Regions from separate parts of the Mus musculus genome. Here region 1 is linked to region 2. A link is a contact called in public Hi-C data. All regions are on one chromosome and are shown on one strand. The core of a region is the stretch at or near the end of the contact, and the rest is flanking DNA. Distances in the headings are between cores, read along the strand shown.

Region 1 (3,189 bases), core at 633-3,132, 110 kb after region 2:
GCCTCAATTCCAAGCATCCAAATGGGTGTTACTACCTGTCAGCCCACAAGAAAATAATTGGTCAGAGCAATTCGGTGGAATGCCTGAAGTCAACTTAGTGTGTGTCCTTATCTATATGCTAGAACATATGGAACCGGGAAGCTGGTCTGTGCCAGTTCTTTTCAGCATTTGCTATTTCTGAGGGAAAGAACTCACAGGTGTGTGATGACATTTGTGCTTTGGGCAAGCAAGGAGCCCAGACCTAATTACACCTGCATCCTGGTCTGACTTAGAAGATGTTAACAAATGAACAGCACCAGGGCCTTTGGAGAGAAGCTGACGTTTTCAATGCTCTCTCATCCTGAATTCACCACCCCCTCAAATGTAAAAGTGTGAAAATATTTAAGAAGTGTATTCAGAAATCAAACCTTTACATCCCTTCATCCAAGGTCCCTGATATGTAAACAACAGTTTAGGTACATTTAGTTCCTTCAGCCCTTTAGAGGTATATATGTTCACATATACATATGAATGGTTCTGGGTCTGATGTAAGCACACTGTCTCCTGTGTAAATCTGAGCTCCGGAGACAGGAGGGTAGACATATTGGTTTGTTTTCTGAGGAATGAAATTGAGACAAATACACATAGACAACATTTTGCCCACCCAAGTGAGCCACCAGTCAGTCTCCCATCCCTTTAAAAAGATTAGATCTTTCCCGGCTTCTGTCTCCCTAGTGGACTCCTGCAGCAAAGAGCAAAGTTGCCTGGCTCATTGGGCTCAGGGATGAGGAGGAGGGTTGATTAGAGAATGCTGCGTGGGGTGGGCTCTGAGATAACGCGCGCGCCAGAGTGCGCTGTGGGCCCTTGTCCTTAACCCTTCCCTCTGAGGAGCCGGATCCGCCGTACTGCAGTGCCCTGAAGCCCTGATGCTGATTGCCCTGGGCTCCCGAAACTTTGCTTGGTTGTGGGCTTGAGTACGCAGAGCTGAGCTGGCTGGCTGGCTCTAGGAACGCACTAGGAGAGTGTTAGGGAAGGGACCCTTCAGCACCCGGAGTTCCTAGACTAGGACCACGAGGAACGGTGCAGCGGCAAGGGGAGCTGTCCCTTCAGCACCACGGACCTCCAACGACCCGGCCTTGAGAAGTGGGAGGCTGGGCAACAGGAGAGGAGCTGTCCGCTCAGCACCACGGACCTCAGCTCTCCGACGCAAGTGGCCGGCCCCCGCCCCAGGACTCTCCCTTTTCTCCAGTTTGCGCGGGGGTGTGGAGAGCAGGCGGAGAGCTTTCCTGGGAGGCTGGGGAAGCAGTGAACACTCTTCTCAGCGACTCGCCTCCCAGCAGAGCTATTTTTTGCCATCCGCCCTCACCCCCAGCACACGCGCTCGCACACACGCACGCACGCGCGCACACACACACAAACACACACTCACACACACATACACACGCACACACACACATACACACGTACACACACACTCACACACACGCGCGCACACACGCACACACGCTCACACGCTCACACACCAGACCTCTCTGGGTTTCTTTTGCCTTGAGTCTCTCGGGGCTGTGAGAAACCAGGCGCATCTCAAACCAAGCTGGCAGCTCCAAGCTCCGAAGCCATGCCCTGCACAAACGCTAGTCCTCACCAAGCTCCTGAGGAATGAAAGCAACCCAGGAATCCTCTGACCGCGGCAGTGATGTGGACCAACCCCCTGGAGCCCGCACCCTCCCGAGGGCCATAGAGGACTCGGGGAACTGGAGAGAGCCCAAGACAGGAAATCCCAGCTTTCCCAAAGTCCCCGTGGATGCTGACAAAAGGAGATCTGGATTTTTGGAAGAGGCCGTCCTAGGTTACCCAGCTGCAGAGTGATTCTCCCGTCTGTCACTGAATCTACCCCTCCAACCCCCAGCCGTTCAGAGTACCATGAAGAATTATGAGGATGTGTGACAGAGGTATCCAGATGTTGATCACTACTGTAGGAGCCTTCGCAGCTTTTAGTTTAATGACCATTGCAGTGGGCACGGACTACTGGCTATATTCCAGAGGTGTGTGCAGGACTAAATCTACAAGTGACAATGAAACCAGCAGGAAGAATGAAGAAGTAATGACCCACTCCGGGTTGTGGAGGACCTGCTGCTTGGAAGGTACTTACAAATTCCTCTCACTGGCTCTGAATGATCTGCTTCTAATGTCCTGACATGTGTTGGGGGGGAAATAGAGGCAATGGAGGGGAAGAAAAATAGTTTTAATTGTTGTTGGAAATATGTGAGGGTCCAGACTATGCTTCCACGGAGCCTGGTGCTGTGTGGATGGAAGGGTTGGGTCTTGTTGATTGGTTTTGGTCTATGCCAAATGTGATGTGATTTTGTAACGCTCTTAAACACCTTCTGCAGTTGAGAAAGCCTCTAATCCCGAGTCTCTAAGCATGTTGTGCACTGCTTGGATTTCTGTCTATAGAAGGAGACTTTGGATTTGTTTAATTACATTTTGGTGAATGGGGATTATTAAGGAATGGAAGCAGAGAAGACAGGAAGGTGCTGAGGGACTGATCTAACCTGGAGCACTCTGATCTGGTTTTTTATCTTTTAATCAATAAAAGCTTACCAGCCTCTTCTGAGTTTGGTCCAACTAGACATTGTCATGAACTCCCTTTGTTAACTTATACTAGGGAACAATATGTAAGCCCTAATCCCCACACCCTCACATCTAAAGAAAATGTCTTTATGAATAAGTGTTTCATTATTTAGGCTCAAAATAAAACTGAAGTCTTGGTGTTTGCTCTCCACCTGACTTCATTCATAAATCACGCCCATCACCAGCAAATGTATTTCCTTGACATTTAGATAAGACTGACTCTGAGAATTGCATCTCATTGCTTCTAATTTTAAAAATTAGAGGATTTGCTCTAAATTATAATGAGGTGGGCAGGCCATTTTAGAATGTGGAGCTCTTAGGTAGCCTATGTCACTACTAAACTTGCTTCACCACTTGAAGAGTGACTGTCAGTTTCAGTGGACAATACCTGGGTATCACAAGGAGTGAAAAAATAATGAAGAAAATCAAAGCTTTGTGAACCTGCTACCTAAGGGAGCCACTAGATTAAAGGGCCACTAAGAAGGGATTTTGTCTGCTTGGTTGATTTTTGCTGTTTCTCTGGCTTCCAGGAAGTCAGTGAAGTTTATCACAGTGATAGTCAGGAAAATACAGGCT
Region 2 (3,169 bases), core at 368-2,867:
AGACTATTCTGGAACTCTAAAATGCCAGAAAAGAGAATCTAATGATCTCTTTTCCTGTGCCCAAGAGGAAGAGACAGCCATACAGGCAGAATAATAAGGACATACTTTCTGAGAGCGGGTGTATTTGGTGTGGACAAGGGCTCTAACAAGAGAGTAGGAATAACTAACCTCTCTGGCCCACAGATCAAAGGAAGACTTTCCTTTTGGCCTATATATTCTTTTACACACTGCCTGATTCTTTAAGGGACAATACCACATATTAAATCAGGCCATATTACTGAAGGGCCCTGGGGCTCATGATCAAAAACTCTGCACAGGGTTTAATGATCTAGGCATGGTGGTACATGTCTGAAAAGCCAGATCTCAAGAGATCACAAGTTCAAGGCCACAAAACTCACAAAACTCAAGGGCTAGGAATGTAGCTCTGTAGTTAGGCAATTGCACGGGCATGCCAAGAGTGACGGATTTGATGCTTAACACCACAAAGGTGGGGGTGTGTGTGTGAGAAACAGGAAAATTGGACTCTCAAGTCCAACTATGGAGCTTCCATTTTTCCTCTCCTGCCATGCATGCATCCCTTCATACAACATCAGAGATTCACAGCGATGTTCTAATCTCACATCTTTAACTTTTCCTACAAAAATCATGATAGCAGAAACCAGAGGTCTGCAACCATCTAATACCCAGAGGAGATACTTGAGATAGTCAAATGAGGATGATACATAGGGTTAGAGGAGGCGTGGCTTGCTTCACCTCATCCATCTCCCCCAGTGTTGTGCTGTGCATTGTGTACTGACCACGCAAAGCCCTGTTGCAGAAATCTGTCCTCTACTTCTGAGCCCTGGGAGTGCATGTGAATATTTCTGGTGTTGCTCATTTAATTTGCAGCATGGTCTAATGAGGTAGGGTTATCATTATCTCCAGTTTAGGGATACAGATATAGGGGGCTCCAGCAGTGAGAGACTTGCAGTCATGCAGCAGAGGGAGTGGAGTGAAACCCAGTGACCCTCACAGCATCCATGGTACTCAGTGTGATCCACTCCTGCCCCAGAGAAGCAGCAGGCTCCAGCAGCAGTGGTCTGTCATGTCAACAACACAGCCGTTTTAGGCTAACAAGGCAGATCTGATTATAAAGAAACAGGCTTTCTTTGTGCCACCTAATTGTTTAAATGAATGACAGACCCTTAAGGGTTTCGTCTCATTGTCTTTTGGTAAAAGGCATCAATTACTGGCTTGTTTTCCTGAGAACCATCTACAAAACGGTCAAATTAAACCTGCTTCTATTTTAACCGTCTAGCTTTTGTCAGGCTTAACATACAACTCAAAGAAATAACTAAGCCAGACATGTTGCAAAGTTTATTTATTTATTAGGCATCTCTACTCTCAGTCCTTTCTGTTTCCTTCTTTTTCTTTCTTTCTTAGAAGAACACTTAAGGCTTCTCTTAGCAAATTTCAAGAACACATTCCAGGACTTTGTATGTGGCATACATTAAATCTCTCAAACCTTATAACTGAAGTTGTAAGCGTCTCCCCATCCCCCCACTGCCCGTACCCTCCCCCTGCCCCCATTCGCCAAAGAACCTCTCTCAGCTCCTTTGTAGTTTGAGGATGTTTAGACTCCCTGTAAGAGCCTGTAGTTTTTGTCCTTCTGTGTCTGGCTTGTTTCCCTTAGTGTAAGGTCTTCCAAGTTAACTAACATTTATTTTTAGCTCAAAAGAAACCTTCAGTAACTATTACCGACCCGTGCATTCCTAATAATGTCAGTAATGAGAGGTGATGTAGCCTCGAGGGTAGAGATAATACTTATATATATTTCTACTGTAACTCAGTTAAGCCTTTCATATTAGACCCAATCAAGCATCCTCATGAGGAACACAGGCAACAGTCTCAGGTTTAAGTCTTCTTGTTCATTCTCTACCTTTTTCTTACCGCCAGTGGAAGCTGTCTCTCCCATTCTACAGTGGCCTTTGTTTAATGAATTTGCAGGAGCCAGATATGACCAGGCAGCAAGGACCTCAGTTCTAAACTTCCTTCACATTTTCTAGCTTTGTCTGTCTAGAGGGTAAAAATTCAGCTAGATTAAACCTAAAGCATGACATCACAGCATCGTTTAAAAAGGTTTAGAGGCTGCACAGATAGCAGTCGCTAAAAGTGCTTGCCTTGTAAACTCAACTACGCGAGTTCCATGTCTAGCAATCAGGCAAAAATCTGGGTCTGGGGAAGTACACTTGTAATCTGAGAGATGGAAAGTAGGGACAGGTGGATCCCTGGTGAGCTAGACCAGTCAGAGATCCTGTCTCAAAAAACAAAAAGGTACCAGTATGCCCTTTAATTCTAGCATTCAGGAGGCAGAGGCAAGCAGATCTCTACGATTTATTTTAAGGTCATCCTGACCACACATTGAGTTTCAGACCAGCAAGGGCTACATGGTGAGACTTTGTCTATAATTCCAGCATTCTGGAGACTGAGGCAGAAGGATCACAAGTTTGAGACTGGCCAGGACTGGAGATAGAGAGAGACTGTGTCTCAAAAATAAAGCAAAACAAAGTTTAAAAAAATGTAGAAAGCAAGCATCTCACAGAGAACATCAGCTGGACTTTCTGCAGAGAGGACACTGTGGTGATACTGACAGTCACCGTGTAGCCTCCAGAGGAGCTCACACAGTGTGCCACAGCCCTTCCATGTTTCCTCACATGGACGTCTATATAAGCAGGCCTGCCAAATAAGGATGACGTGTGTTCTTCTAAAGCCAACTAACGAAAACGGACAGTTCCTGCGAATTAACTCCCCAGACAGTCCTCTGGCCTCCACATACATGTTCATGTGTATCTGCACACACATAAATATTGCACACTCGATAAAAGTAATAATGAAATAAAAATGTTGAATTCTGGATGCACCTGCTACCTTGACCCCTGGCATGAAAACCAGCTCATTTCTGTCACAGACCCATGCTTTATTAAAGAGATTTATATTTATTTTTATTTTATAAAGAAATTTTATCTGCTTTAAGACAGGGTCTCATTTTGTGACTCAGGCTGACCTTTAATTTGTGGAACTCGTCCTGCTTCAGCCTCACGAGTACCGTTCACCACCATGCTCAGCTAAGAGACTTTTTTCATCTGCAGAAGCCTTGCATAAGAACCACAGAATGGCTGGTTTATGTCCC

The links. A called contact is a pair of places that touch in the nucleus more often than the background predicts.
Region 1: a Hi-C map of the N1E-115 cell line shows a contact between it and region 2, with 4 times the contacts expected there. The contact joins the promoter of Cacng3 here to the enhancer-like site in region 2. A contact is called at or near these places in 5 of 39 promoter capture datasets (cranial neural crest, embryonic stem cells, liver and 1 more), 6 of 484 Hi-C or Micro-C datasets (the N1E-115 cell line, embryonic stem cells and liver) and 2 of 9 other capture datasets (adipose tissue and embryonic stem cells).

Annotation. Positions count from the first base shown.
Region 1 is chr7:122,669,862-122,673,050 of GRCm38.p6, forward strand. It overlaps Cacng3 (calcium channel, voltage-dependent, gamma subunit 3), which reads left to right and starts at 1,883. Exons shown (of 4, transcript NM_019430.2): 1 at 1,883-2,123. The coding sequence starts at 1,913.
Region 2 is chr7:122,557,519-122,560,687 of GRCm38.p6, forward strand. The region is part of intron 9 of Prkcb (protein kinase C, beta); the gene reads left to right. Among named protein-coding and RNA genes, the nearest start is that of Cacng3, 110 kb to the right of the region's middle. Within about 2 kb of position 1,618, at least 16 of the 459 cell types and tissues checked have an H3K27ac peak or open chromatin away from gene starts, as enhancers often do. A contact at or near this core is called in the N1E-115 cell line, where this site is marked.